Linked DNA regions of Capra hircus: region 2 is linked to region 1. A link is a contact called in public Hi-C data. All regions are on one chromosome and are shown on one strand. Each heading gives the region's core, a stretch centred on a gene start, on an enhancer-like site or on the middle of the called end of the contact. The rest is flanking DNA. Distances are from core to core; before and after follow the strand shown. Region 1 overlaps NRXN2 (neurexin-2-beta). Region 2 holds the start of NRXN2 (neurexin-2-beta).

Evidence for each region. A called contact is a pair of places that touch in the nucleus more often than the background predicts.
Region 2: a Hi-C map of blood shows a contact between it and region 1, with 4 times the contacts expected there. The contact joins the promoter of NRXN2 here to the enhancer-like site in region 1. A contact is called at or near these places in 2 of 5 Hi-C or Micro-C datasets (both in blood).

The regions. Positions count from the first base shown.
Region 1 is chr29:43,352,867-43,359,804 of ARS1.2, forward strand. NRXN2 (neurexin-2-beta) reads right to left here. Exons shown (of 21, transcript XM_018043415.1): 5 at 6,482-6,553; 6 at 1,853-2,154. Among named protein-coding and RNA genes, the nearest start is that of NRXN2, 33 kb to the right of the region's middle. Within about 2 kb of position 3,530, at least 2 of the 5 cell types and tissues checked have an H3K27ac peak or open chromatin away from gene starts, as enhancers often do.
Region 2 is chr29:43,385,273-43,392,210 of ARS1.2, forward strand. It overlaps NRXN2 (neurexin-2-beta), which reads right to left and starts at 4,437. Exons shown (of 21, transcript XM_018043415.1): 1 at 4,206-4,437.

The DNA of each region.
Region 1 (6,938 bases), core at 2,280-4,779:
CAGTATTCTTGCCTGGAAAACCCCATGGACAGAAGAGTCAGGTGGGCTGCAGTCCAGGGGGCCACAGCAGAGTAGCGTTGACTGCACGACTGAGCACACATCCTGTGCAGACGGACAGTGCATTGGCCAGAGGACACACGGATAAGGACCCTGGGCTTGCAGTGTGTTGCCAAAGACAGCCCCAGGTGACAGCACCTGTCCTGGGCAGGGAACAGCAGCAAGAAGGCAACTCTGCCTAGCCCTGCAGTGAACAGGGTGGCGCCACAGGGCAGCCCTCCAGCCGGCTCAGGGGACGATGCAGCTCTTCCGAGCTTGGGGAGCACTGAGGACAGGTGCCTGGGTGGGAGCCCGACTACAGCAGGGAGCAGCGGCTTGGAAAGAGCAGGTTGGATTAGTCACGGTGTCCCGACAGCAAGAGGAAGTCACCGTTGAGGGGGATGCCCCATTAGATCGTGACTCAGGGGGTTGAAGAGGAGCAAGTAAGAACAACGTGAGGTCTGACGGCCCCTGCCCCCCAGGAGCCTTCGGCGGGAGGAAGGAGAGGAGGAGAAGGAAGTTGCCAGTGATGGTGAAGAGGAGAGACAACAGAAGTTCATGTACCAAGAAGTTCAGCCAGAACCAGGAAATAAGAGAAGGTACCGAGTGAGAGAAGAGCTCCAAACCAGCCCAGACGGTGCCTCCCAGGGCTCAGGGGTTCCACAGTCCTGGCTGCACTTAGCCTGCTAGAGTGGAGCTGGGAAAGCATCCCTGCCACCAGCCACGAGAGAAAGCGGTGGACCCAGAGAAAGGGACCAGCAGGCGCCTGGCACCCAGGCCCCAGGCACCAACCGAGCAGGGCAAGGAGTCTGGAGGTGGAGACGGAAGCCACCAAGGATGCACAGCGGCCTCATCTGCTTTCAAAAAAGGCTCTGGTTTGGAGCGCGCTTGAGGCAGGAACTTCTCAGGGCTGGAAACAAGCTGTGGGGGCTGCTGTCGAGCAGGAGCCTGGCCAGAGAGAGTCCTTCGCCTGCCGCAGCCTCCCTGCACCTTGTGAGAGGCAAGAGCTACTGAGGACAGAGTCGATGCCCAGAAGCATCGGCACTCCTCCAGAGTGGGGGGTGTCTGGGGACGCTGAGAAGAGCTCTGTCCTGACTGTAGGGGCTGCCTCAAGAGTCTCCTGAGCTCCTGCAAGGGCAAGCCTAGAAGCCACAGCAAGACAATCAAGAGCCCCTGGGAGAGCCTGCACCCCTTTGGAGGAACAGGACGGGACAGGAGAGAATTGGGGTGCTGCCAGAGGAGAGGCAGGACCAAGCACCTCTCCACCTGGTTCCCTGCTCACATCTGCTGCCCCGACCCTGCTCTGAGCCCAGCCCCAAAGGCCCTGCCTAAGGGCAGGCCACATCCCACCCCATGTGTCCTAGACTTTCTGCCCTAACTGGACACCTGCCCCTCCAGGGTCTGGCCAGTGTCTCCCCATCCCAGAGCACCCCCAGGGCCCATCATTCAGGTTCTGTCTCACCCCTCCATGTCCTGAATTGCCCTGCTGCCAGTTCCCCTGATGTTTCAACCCCAGCCCTTGAAACCTCAGCACCAAGTCACCAGCATCAATCCTAGCCCAGCCCTTCCTCTTCCCCCAGGCTCTGGCCGTGGACATCTCCGCAGCCTCCCCCCTAGCGTGGATCCTGGTCCTTGCAGCCTGCCCACAGCAGCCACACTCCTGGCCCCTACCAGCCCACCCAAAGCCTAAACATTCTTCAGAACCACACCCTGCCACCGGGCCTGATGCCTGGCCCCGCATCCCGGTGGCCTCGCTCCCCACTCCCATTCTGCCTCAGACGCCGCTGGCCCCTGGCCTTCTTCCTGCTCCCCCTACCTGGCGCAGGTTTCGAGTGACCCGGACATCGTGCCAGGCGTTGTCGTTGAACTTGCCGTTGACGGGTTCCACCAGGGCTTCAAAGGCTCCCGAGCCCAGGTTGATGACGAGCCAGACTGCCCCGGATTTGAGGGACAGGTTGACGTAGTCGGCCGACTTGCCCGTGTGCAGCATCAGCCCGTTGCGCTGCAGGGTGCGGAAGGCCAGCGTAATCTCGTCCGTGCTGCTCTGGATCGGGTTGTGTGACAGGTCGTAGCAGAAGAACTCATTGCCCTTGAAGGTCGCCACAAACTCTTCCTTGCCTGGATGCCGCCGTAGGGAAACGGAAGAGGGCTGAGCGGCGTGGGCACTCCAGACCTCCCTCTTCCCCTCCAGCCACCGGGCGTAGGTCCAGGGCACCCAGAGCCTCTCGATCCCAATTGCAAGCTGTAGGCTCTCTCCCCTCCTCCCACTGGCCCCCTCCTCTCTGGACCCCGACGTCTTTGCTGTCAGAAGCAGCTTCCTCCACGCCTAGCTCCAAGGCAGGAGGCTGCTAAGTGGCTCTCACACTGACAGCTGACAATTAAGCTGCCACAGGGCCAGGCGAAGCAGACAGAAGCGAACAGTCTCACCATCTCCTCCCCAACCAGCCCTCCCCCAGCCACTCCCCTTAACAGAAAGATGCGGAAGAGAAACAAGAGGCTGCACCTGAAGTCTTCCTAGAGTGTCCCCCTTTGGCGGGGCACCAAGGGTCTCCTGAGTGCAGCCCACTTCCCCCTCCTGCCTCTTTTCTGGTGATGGCCATTCTCACTGCCTGGGAACAGTCTCAAGTCTGACCACCTGGGATGGGACTCGTAGGCCTGCTTCATAGCACTGAGCAAATGGAGAGAATGGGGTGGGGGGCAAGGGGAAGACACATGGGAGGGTGATGTGGGTGACAGATGTGCCAGGGAGCAGGGGGCGGGGCTTACACAGGAGGCCACCTCGATGGCTGTCACCATCCGCGCCAACTTCCTAGTCCAACCTGAGAGGACAGTGCTGACAGGTCCTAGGTTGAGCGCCTCCCAGGGTGGCCAGAGGGCAGGTGTAGGACCCCTGTGTGCCAGGAGATGACTGGAGGCAAGATACACAGGCAGGCCTGGCTCGTGTGTGTGTGTGTGTGTGTGTGTGTGTGTGTGTATACACCCAGCATAGGGCTCCTTTCACTGGCACTCTAAACAGAAGTGAAAACAACTGGAAGGGCCTTAGGGGCATTTAGCTTTCTACAAATGGATGACAACGGCTTAGTGGTGGGAAGGTGGGGTCCTAACCCTACACCTTCACAAGCCAGAGCCCACATCCGTCAAGGGAAGAAAACGGGCCCTGGAGTCCAGGGAGCACAGAGGACCTGGACTCTGACAGGACTCTCCCAGCTGGGCCCACCCATCTCGCAGGTGAGGCTGGGAGTGAACGAGACAGCCGGCTGAGGGCCTTCGTGAAGGGCGGAGTTTCTCAGCACAGGCCCCCAAGCCCAGGAAGAGGCAGGGCATTCGGCCCTCAGAAGCCACCTGCCCACAATGTGCCAAGCCCCACCATCAGCACGGCGTGTGGAAGCCGGGGCTCTCTGGTGCGCCTCCTGCAGATGCCCCTCCCCTGCACAACAGCCCTGCTCTCCCTCCGGGCAGGCTGCCCGCAGACTCAGTCCTCACTGCCTCCGGATGCCAAGGCACCAGCTGCTGCCCCAGAGCCTGGCACAGCACTCGCTGCAGCTGGCAAGGCCCGGTTTCCTGAGGCTGTGGGGCAGCAATGGCTGGTGGGGCACGGGCCACGTGGGGACAGCTGGAAGCCCCACTCTGCCCACCTGAGGGCTCCAGCAGAGAGGGCCAGAAAACAAAGAGGAGTCAAGGAGAGACAAGGAGGGAAAAGTAGGGAAGAATGGTGATGTGGAGGCAGGCCATGTGGAGAAGGAGAAAGATGGACCATGGGGGACAGAAGGGGTCTGGAGACAGCACAGAGTTGGGAATGAGCAAGAGATGATGGGGAAGCAATCTGGATAAAGACAAGCACTAACCGGGAGGGGACAGGTAAGGGTGATGGAAGAGGGCCAGCAAGGAAAGGGGGACAGAGACCTCTAGGGAAAGGAAGCCAAGGCCTTGCTGTTTCCATAGCAACCAGGCCTGCTGCCCAGGCACTGGCAGAGCCGGGGGGCTCAAGGACCAGAAAAGGGAACGTGTTTGACCTTGAGTTTGCTCCATGTCCTAGTCTCTCCCGAAAGCCCGGCCTCCCCTCCCACTCCCTCACCTTCACGGCAGTCAAAGAAAATATTAAAAGGAGAGTCAAACAGAAAGAAAGGAAAGAATAAGGCAACCACGTGGAAAAGTGATTGGAACAGAACAAAAGAGCCCTGTGAAAAGGAGAGAGGCGGGCCTAGAGCCGGGCCCCAGCTGCCAAGGCAAAGTGGAGAGACGAGGCCATTCCTCGACTCTGCCGGGCTCCACTCCGGTCTCCTGGGAGAGGAGCCAGAGTAAACGTGTCCTCCATTGCCTGCCGCCGCCAGAGACCCAGCAGGCCAGGGATGGGAAGAGGCTTGGAGGAGCCAGAGGGAACCTGGAAGAACTGGAGGAGAGCGACGGAGAAGAGATGAGTAAATGTGAACCAGAAAACCCAAGAACGGTGGGAAGGACAGACAGAGACCTCCCTGGGGTCGGGAGGAAGCAGAAGGACCTCTTGGGATTGGTGGGGATGGGGGGGCCGTCTGTCAGGTAAGGATATGGGGGTCACCAGGCCCACTGAACTCCCGAGAGTGTGAAGCAGATCTGAAAGAAGCGGGACATGGAACAGCAGGGGGCGCTCGCTCCCATCCCGCCGCCGTGTAGACGCCCCAGAACTACAACTCCCAGCATCACTTGAACATTACCACTCCTAACCGTCCCTGGCACAGGCAAGGGGTCTCTGCTGACACTCGTTTGTCTCCCAGGGTCGGGGAAGTGGAGCCCTACCAGTGTCCCCAGTCAAGCTGGATGTAGCTGGAGACCAGCTGTTATGGTCCTGAACCTTTAAAGGCCGTGAGGGGCAGAGCAGCCGCCTCCTTTTCAGGCCCTGCTCAAAGCCCTCCTCTGGGAAGGTCTCCAGCCCCCTTAGCCCCTCCCTGCTCTCAAGCACTACAGCTGTCTGTTCTGCTCATTTGGCACTTACTGCCTAGTAACATCTTGTACTGCTCCCTTGAGAGGAAGTATGATGTGAAAAAGAAGACCTGGGCACTAATGCTGGCTCTTGCACCAGCTTTGTGACCTTGGCCAAGAGGCAGCATCTCTAAGGCCCAGCTTCCTCCTCAGGACAAAGAAGCTGATCAGCTGCCTACCTCCCAGGTTGCTGTGGGCATCTAGAAAGAGACTGGATGGGGTGAGGCTTCCTAAACTGTAAACCATTCCACAAATAAACGACTTGTGTTACTGGGATGTAACGTTCTGTGTGTGTATGCGCTGCCTCTCTCTCTCTCTCCATCAATGAATAAATTAACTCCTCTGCACAAAGTCTGCACTTTGCCTATACTTTGCATGTACCAACACTGTATTGTAGTTATTTGTTAGAACGTCAATGAGCCCCTTGAGGACAGAGCCCATTCACCCATTTAAAATAAATCTGCTGAGTACACGCCTACATATGTGCCAGGAGCCATGGAAAGCATCGGGGGTATATGAACGAAAATACCCAATCACTGTCCTCAGGGAGCTCGGTTGAGAGGGGGAGGCAACCAGGTAAAGTGACAGTTACGATGCCGTGTGGCGAGTGATATAATGAATGTGCAGACAAAGGGAACGCCGTGCAGAGTCTGGGGTTTGCCGAGGGAACTTGGGGGAGACTTCCAGCGCGGGTGGCCTAGCTGTTTTTCGAGAGTCAGCTGAAAGAGATACCAAACGGCTGGGGAAGAGGGCAGAGATGGCAGAAATCGAGGCCAACAGAACAGCACATCCTAAAGAACAGGACTTGATGGCCCTAGGGCTTGGCACCCGCTGGAGCTCCTTGAGGGGTTGCTTCCCTGCCCTGCAAACTTCTTAGGAAGAGATTCTCTTAAGAGATAGCCTTAGTGCAGGAAAAATAGGGAGCTTGAAACCTACAGCCCTGAGACAGGATAAAGGGCCCCAGGCTGGCCTCAGGGGCATTGGTGAGGTCAGTCTCCTCATCTGTAAACCAAGGGCCACAAGCCCTTCCACCAGCGGGGGGTGGGGGGTGGGGGGAGGGCGTGAAGGCTCACTAAAGTGACGCCTGTGTTACATACCTATTAAAAATGCCAGTGTCTTCACCAGAATCCCCCTGGGCTGACACCGAGCATGCCTTCAGAATGTGATGGTTAAACGGGGTGTCGAACCTGCTGCCCAGCCACTCTCCCAGGGAAACAGGTACTCTCAAGGCATCCCTGTTCTTTGGCCTAAACAACTGCCACAAGAAGACATCTGTGTTCTAGAAATAGGTCATCAGGACAACAGGGCTTTGGGAAAGAGATGGAGCTCTGTGACCCTTCACACCAGGGCAGGTACTACGAGTGCGGGGTAGACCTCAGAGCCAGGAGAAGGCTCGAGGCCTCTGTTGACTCTGCTGCCCTCCAGAAAGTGAAGTTGGCCTGCGGGGGTGGTAAGGGCTGGGCTCTCTGGGGACCGTGGGGTCACTGACCTTTTGACGACTGGTGCACATCGCCGGCTCCTCCTCTCCCGGCCCCCCCCTCGGAGAACAGTAAGGACCCTACTGGAGAAGCAGAATTGGGGAGTCAGGCACAGGGGGCTAGCCAGGCAGTCCCACCCCAGCCTTGAGGTGATAGAGGGCCTTTTCCAGGGCAGAGCACCTGCCTGGAGGTACAGTGAGGGTGGGAGTGTGCTCTGGATACTCATCTGCTTCAGGGCCTCTGGAGAAGGAGCTGGTTGACAAACCAAGAACACCAGCCCCACGAACCCCATCAGACTCAGCCACGGATTCCACCCCTTGCCCAGGGCTGGGGAGATTAGGATGGAAGAGCAGAGGCCTCATTGCTGGCTGAGGAGCCCCTTCTGCCCGACCGCCTGCCAATGGGACAGCCCTCTGGTCCTGGGGGCCCTGAACGTTCACGGCCACTCTCGACCCCGACCTGCTGGGC
Region 2 (6,938 bases), core at 3,187-5,686, 33 kb after region 1:
GACAAGTTGCTTAGCTTCTCGGGGCCTCAGTTGCCTTATGTGTAAAATAGAGATTTTAGTAGTGTTTTCAAAAGTGAATTGATATATGTAAAGCACTTGAAACAGTGCCTAGTAGAGACTAACGTAGAGAAGTATGTGTTGTATTAATAATCGTTTTAAAACCCCATCTCAGCATTTTACAGTGTGCAAAACTCCATGTGTTTCTTGTTTCCTTTGAGTCTCACCGTAGCGGGATGAGAGAAGTAAGCAAGGCAGACCTTATAACTGCCCCCCTTTTGCAAATGGGGAAACTGACACTCAGAGAAGAGAAGGGGCCTCTGAGTGGCCGTCTCTATGGGACAGGATTCTGCGGGCGAAGAGAAGGTGGAGATCCTGAGAGCAGTTGAGTCACCCCCACCCCCACCTCCCAGCTCCCATCCCCACCGGCTCAAGGCTGCAGTCCACCTGTGGGTAGTGGGTGCTAGGGCGCTGACCAAAGGCAGAGTCCACAAGGTCACACAGCTTGTCAGGGCAGAGCTGGGACTAGGATTTTGCCCCCTGGGCCCATCCCCACACTTCCGGGCACTTCTTCCTACCTAGGAAGGTGGGAAAGAGATGAATGGGTCTGGAGATTAGCAGAGGTCCCAGAGCAGCACGGCTGGGAGTGGGTGGGTGTGTGCGAGGGTCCCCCTGAGCAGGTGTTCATGTACACGGAGAGAAGCCTACGAGGGCCTGGGCACCAGAGTGGCAGCTCACGATGTGCATGACGAGGCAGTTGCCAGGTGTATGGGTCTGAGGAGATGGGTGGGCTGGGGACTGAGGTGCAAATGAATGACTCGACGCACTGGGGGCCAGAACGAGGGAGTTTGAGGTAGGCAGTGAAAGGCGTGAGCTCACCCCCATGCCCACCCCATGCTGTGCACAGCTGAGGGATGATGCCCTGGGTGGGTACATCCCAGCAATTCAGAGGGGACAGATGGCTTCCAGGGGTGGCCTTGTGAGTAAGCAGGAGGTGCCTGGGAACATTCCTAACAGTGCCCATGACAGGCGTATGTGCGCACGTGGAAGGTCATGATGAACATGGAAGTAGCTGCCATTTACTGGGGGCAGGACAAACACATCAGACAAAGTTCACAGAGTGCTTAACACAGAGCCAGGCTCATGGCAGGGACAGTGTGCCTACTCCAAAACCTGGGCGATACCACGGGTTCAATTCCAGGCCGCCACAATAAAGCGAATATTGCAATAAAGGAAGTCACACAAATTTTCTGTTTCCCAGTCACACTGTACGGTAGCCTATGATCCTATAGTCCCATGTGTGACAGCATCGTGTCTAAAAAAGCAATGTACATACCTTCATTTTAAAATACTTTATTGCTAAAATACACTAACCATCATCTGACAATGAAGGGTTGGCACAAACCTTCACTTTGCAAAAAACAGAATTATCTGTGAAGTGCAATAAAACACAGAATGCCTGTGAATACAGTCATTGTTATTATTATTGTCATCATGATCATCTGGCCTACTCCTCGAAAGAACCCCACGAGGTAGGTGGGGACCCCCCATTTTACAGATGAGGAAACTGAGGCTCACGGAGGGGCAGAGCCGAGTCCAGGCAGCCTCTCTCTGACTCTACCCCACCGTGGCGGCAACAGAGAGGGCTCTGGAAGGAGCGAGGATGGGCTAGGTGCTGTGCACACGCCAGACTGTTTGCTGAATGAGCCTCTGAGGGCTGCAGCCCTGCGGGTGTGGACAGGCCCAGGCCAGGGGCCGCCCGGGCGGAGGAGGGGCTGGGCAGGTGGAGCGGGCTCGCCCTGTCAGGTTCGGTGTCCCCGTGGGGGCTGAGAACGAATGGACAGTTTGGCACCATGCCGGGGTAGGGCCCCCACGCGTGAGGATTAGTGCTAGGGGCGGAGAGCCCAGAAATGGGAAGGTTCTGAGGAAGACAGGTGTGGCTGAGCACCAGGTCAGACCTAAAGGGGCTGTGGTCATGCGCACGAAAGCCTGGGGCAAAGTGCTTAGGACCCAGAAGAGAACGCGGTGCTTAATGATGGGGGGGTGGGGCTCTGAGGAGAGGGTGTGTCTCGGAGTGAGGGTCTGTTGGAAGAGTACAGGTGCGCCTGTACGAATCTGAGGTGGTGCCTGGTTGGACGGAGCGGGGGCTGTGTGCATCTGAGGGAGAGAGCTGACAGCGGGGCACTGAGGCTCTGGGGGCACGTGGGGGCCCCGAGGGTGTCACAGCAGAGCAGGGCACCCGGGGGAGGTCTCTGAGGCAGGCAGCGAGGTGGCTGTTTCTCTGGGCGGGGAGTGTAGGCGGTGTGCTGCTAGGAGGTGTATTGTGTACGCAGGTGTATGTGCCTGTGTAGGTGTGTGTCTGGGTGGGTGTCACCGAGCATACGTATCCGTGTCAAGCTGTCTGTGTCACTGGCAAGGGCAGGCAGGAGAGGGTAGCTGGATAGAGACTGGAGGCCTGGAGGGGACAGAGATCCCTGCCATCCCCTCTCGAACCCAGCCCCCTCCTCTCAGGAACTCAGAGTGTGGACTCAGCCCAGGTTGAGAAGCCAGCAGAGGCCTGGGCTCCTGGAGAGAAATCCCCAGCCACGCTGTGACTGCCCGCCTGGCCTCTGCCTGCTGGTCAGTCCTGCCCACCCCTGTGGATCTGAGGCCACGATGGATCTGAGAACACCTCCTCTATCAGGAATGAAGGAACCTCCCTAGCCAGACCCTTCTCCCCCAGCCCCTAGAAAGATCCAGCCCAGCCTCGGATTCCAGCATTCCTGGAGGCAGGAGGAGCTAGGGACCTGAGTGGCCAAAGCCCCACGAAACAGACGGCCTTACGGTGAACAGATCAGCCGACCTCCCTCCTCTCTTTCCTCCTCTCTCCTCCTTCTCTCTTCCTACTTCTCTGGCAGAAGATAGAGAATGCAAGGCCCAGGAGTATACCCTGCCCCAAAAGGAACACCTAGACACTGGCAACGTGGACAAGAGGGAGGGGCAGAAATGAATGTCCCCACCCCCCAGCACAGAAAAAGCCAGAAGTGTTTGGAAGCCTCGAGGCAGTCAAGAGGACTGGAGACCTGAGACCCACACCCTAAGACGGATTTCATCACTCCCAGTCTGGACAGCTTCCCCCTTCACCTCCAGGCACCAAGGAATAGTCCCCTCCCAGCCCTTGCTGGTTCAACGAGGCACTGAATTCCTTCACCTAGGACTCAGGTGGGGCTGGAGGGTAGAGACCACAACAGCCCCCCAAAGCCAGTTTTGCCTCCAAGGGCCCATCAAGGCTTCAAGGGCTCACACCCCAGCCCAAAGAACCCAGAGCAGAGAGATGGCTCCTTGACTGGGGAGGAGGCTGGGACGAGAGGAATGGTCCCCTCCTCTTTGGGGGTGGGGAGCAAGCCCAGGGCCCTGCAGCTTCCTCTCCCTGCAGCACTCTCTGCCCATAACCCTGTCGCCGCCCCCAGCGCCTTCCCACCCTGGCACAGCCCCCTCCTACTGCTTTCCCAGGCTCCCCCTCTCATCATCCCCAACCTTCCCCCGCAAGCTTCCGCTTCTATCCCTCAGGCCCCCCATCTTTCCCGGCTCTCCACCAGCACATACCCATCTCTGCCTGGAGCACCTTGGCCCCTTCCCCTCTGGTCCCTCCCAATAACCTCCTCTCCCCTTGGCTGCCATCCCCCAGGAAAGCCTGGTCCTCCATGGTGCCCCCAGTATGGAGCTCTTGGCCTGGCCCTGTGCTCCCTGCTTTTCCACTTCTCTCCTTTCCCCTCCCCAGCCCCCTCTCCACCCCCCAAGCCCAGTTCCTCGCTGATGTCTCCCCTGCAGACCCTTCAGAGCACAACAGCTCCCCATTCCCTCTGGAGGAGCACTGCTTCCAGCCCTTGGGGCTAGCAGAGGCTGGGGACCCCCCCGCTTCAGAGCCTCCCTCACAAGCCCTCCGGGTGCACCTCCTTCTTGCCCCATTCCTTCTTCAGTGACCATCCCTCCCACCCCCCTCCATTCACCCCAGCTCGGGGCCAGTGCCCCTCCACAGGGAGCCTCCTATCCCCAACCCCCCCAGCCGCTTAGCCGCCTCGCTGTCACCCAGCCAGCCCTCTCAGCGCGGCAGCGCCCCCGCCCCCCAATCCATCCTTCCTGCCTCCCCCGCCCCTCCAATCGTTCCCCTCCCCCGATCGGCTCCCGCCCCCCGCCCGTCTCCGCCGCAGCCCCCCCTCACCCCGTACCTGGTTCTGGGGGCGCCAGGAGGAGGGTGGGGATCAGAACCCCGGGGCCGCCCCGTCTCCGGCGGTTGGCAGAACCAGGGCCAGCAGCGTCGGCCGCCTCGCGCCTCTCTCGCTCCCCGCCACGTCCCCGCCCGCCTGCTGGTCCACCCGCCCCGCCGCGGTGCCGCTCAGGGGAGGATGCTCCGCGAGTCAGGGCGGCTGCTCCCGCCGCCGCATCCCTGCAACACCGACTGACGGCAGCATCAGCACCAGTGCCCGCCCCCCGGGCGCGCGCATTGGATCACGCCGCGCTAACGGACGAGCGGCGCAGCCAATGCGAAGGCGCAGAGGCCGCCGGTGCCCGCCGCTGCTCCACAGGCCCACCTCCTTCCTCGGCGAGGAACCCAGGCGTTCCAGTCTCAGGGTATCCGAGTTCTTTCCCGCTTCTCGAGGTCCTTAGCCCTGGCGCCTGGGCCCCGAAACCGAGCAGACATCCGAAACCAGCCCCAGTGACTTTTCCGGAAACCCAGTCGCCCTAGCCTCTTGCCCTGGGGTCCCGCACCCCCCGGCCGGCTGGACCGCGTGGCAGCTCCAGGGGCTGGGGCGAGTCGAAGGGGAAGCCGTGGGCCCAGACTTCGGGCACCGAGGGAGCAGGACCTGCGCGGGGCCCGGGCCGCAGCGCCCTCTGCTGGCCACGCCTAATGTCGGGCCCGGGTTGCCCGGAGCCTAAGGAAACGAGACCCCGCCCGCGCCTGTAAGGTGCCTTTCCCAGCCCTTGCCTGGCTTCTGCCTCTTACTGCCCAAGGGCTCCCTGGCTGCCCCTAGAAGTGAGGAGGGGAGGTTTTTCCTGGGAAAAGGACAGAGGCGCGGTGAGGGAGGGAAAGGCAGAGATGGGGGCGGGGTAGATCTAGGGGCTTAGAGTTTCACAGCCCTGCCTCATGGGAATCCCAGAATTTGAAGCCTGATTCCCGGTCCTGCCTAGAACTCTGGACTAGCAGCAGGTTGAGGGGCAGGGCTGTGGATTCACACAGCCTGGAGCACTGAAGGGAAGCTGGCAGGAGCTCCCTTCAACCAGAACTCTGAAACCAGAAGTTTCAGAGTGAATGTGGTACTGGAGTGAAGGTTTTCCCCGTGAGGGCGTCAGCATCACTGCATGGCTATGAATGTGGAAGAAGGGGCCCCTCATTCACTCAGCCAGCCCAAGGTGGGCCCTGGCACCAGCCAGTGTACCACAAAGTCGGGTACACTGAGTTTCTGAATGAGGCAGAGTGTGTGTGTGTGTGTGTGTGTGTGAGTGTGTGTGTGTGTTTGTGAGTGTGTGTGTGTGACCATTCTGCCAGCTCACTCCATGACCCTGATTTCTGTTGCAGGGTCTGTGATCTGCACAGCCAGTGGTAGGTGGCACTTCCTTAGCCAGAGGCTACACGCAAGAACACTCACATTCGACCACTATTGCAAGCACCGGCACTCAGAGGCATGCTCATGGCCATCCACACCTATCCATGTGTGTATAGGCATTCCCAAAGGAACACACAGGGACACCTACAGAAATGCCTCCCCCACCATGGTACAACACCCACAGGAAACACATGCTTGCTCAAGAACATACACAAACTTGTGCACACAGGGGCCTGGGGCAAGTGCATGCCTAGGGGAACAGGTGTACACAGAGGACCTTCCCGCGAGGTCATCCTGGCGCCTGAGGCACTTTGCACAGAGTGGTCAATTACTGAGTAGATGTATGGGGACCCACACCCCCTCAAGAGAGCTCTCTCCCCAGCCTGTGAGGGGATGAGAGGGGGAACCCAGGCCATAGAACCCTAGGGCTTGGAAAGAGAGATCCCTGAGCCAGGTTCCAGACTTGGAGGGCCTCCGCTGACCTTGGACAGACCCTCAGGATGGCCTCCACCAAGCCCACTAGCTGAGCCAGAGAATGGGAACTGCTGAGTCAGGGCCAGTGGACGTGGAATTGCCTCTCTGACCCCAGAACCTACTGCCCTGCCCATCCCCTCATTGACGCTTTCCCTGCAGCCTACGCGCACACACACACACACACACACACACACACACACACTACATATAACACACACAGACTCCAGGGCATAGATGGGCAAACAGGTGCAGTGACTCACAAAGACTCTCAAACCCTTATGGATGGGTGTGTGAAAGGGTGGGGGGAGATGTAAGAGTGAGCACTTACACACTCTGTGTGGTCACACACACCCCCCTCGGTTCCCTGGGCCACCCTTCCCCACCAAGGGCAGGAAAGGTCACCTGGCAGCTGCTGTGCCTCCCTGCCCCTCCCCCAGTTACAATGATGTCTCTCCCCACCCAGGTCCGAGGTTCACACTGCTAGATGTAGTTGGGGCCCACCGCATCCAGACACCTCTGCCCAGTAGGCACCCACCCAATGTGGCCCTTCTCCCACGCACAGTCCAGTGAGGACACACGGTGGAGGGGAATGCCGCAAACACAGCGTGCGCGCCTGTGCACACACATGCACACACACACACAACGGGAAGCTTGTCCGCCGAGTTCACATGGACAACCACAAAAAGGCAGTTGGGTGTCACACTCTCCCAGCCGGAGCCGACCTGGGCACCTCTATGCGTACACACACACCGGCAGAGGACGGCTGGGGTTGGGGGGCCGCAGGGAGGGGCGCCGACCAGGCTGCAGGATGGAGGCAGCTCGGGAGGCTGCGCAGGGAGCGAGCTGCTCTTCACAGCACAATCGCCCGTCTGTTGTTATAGC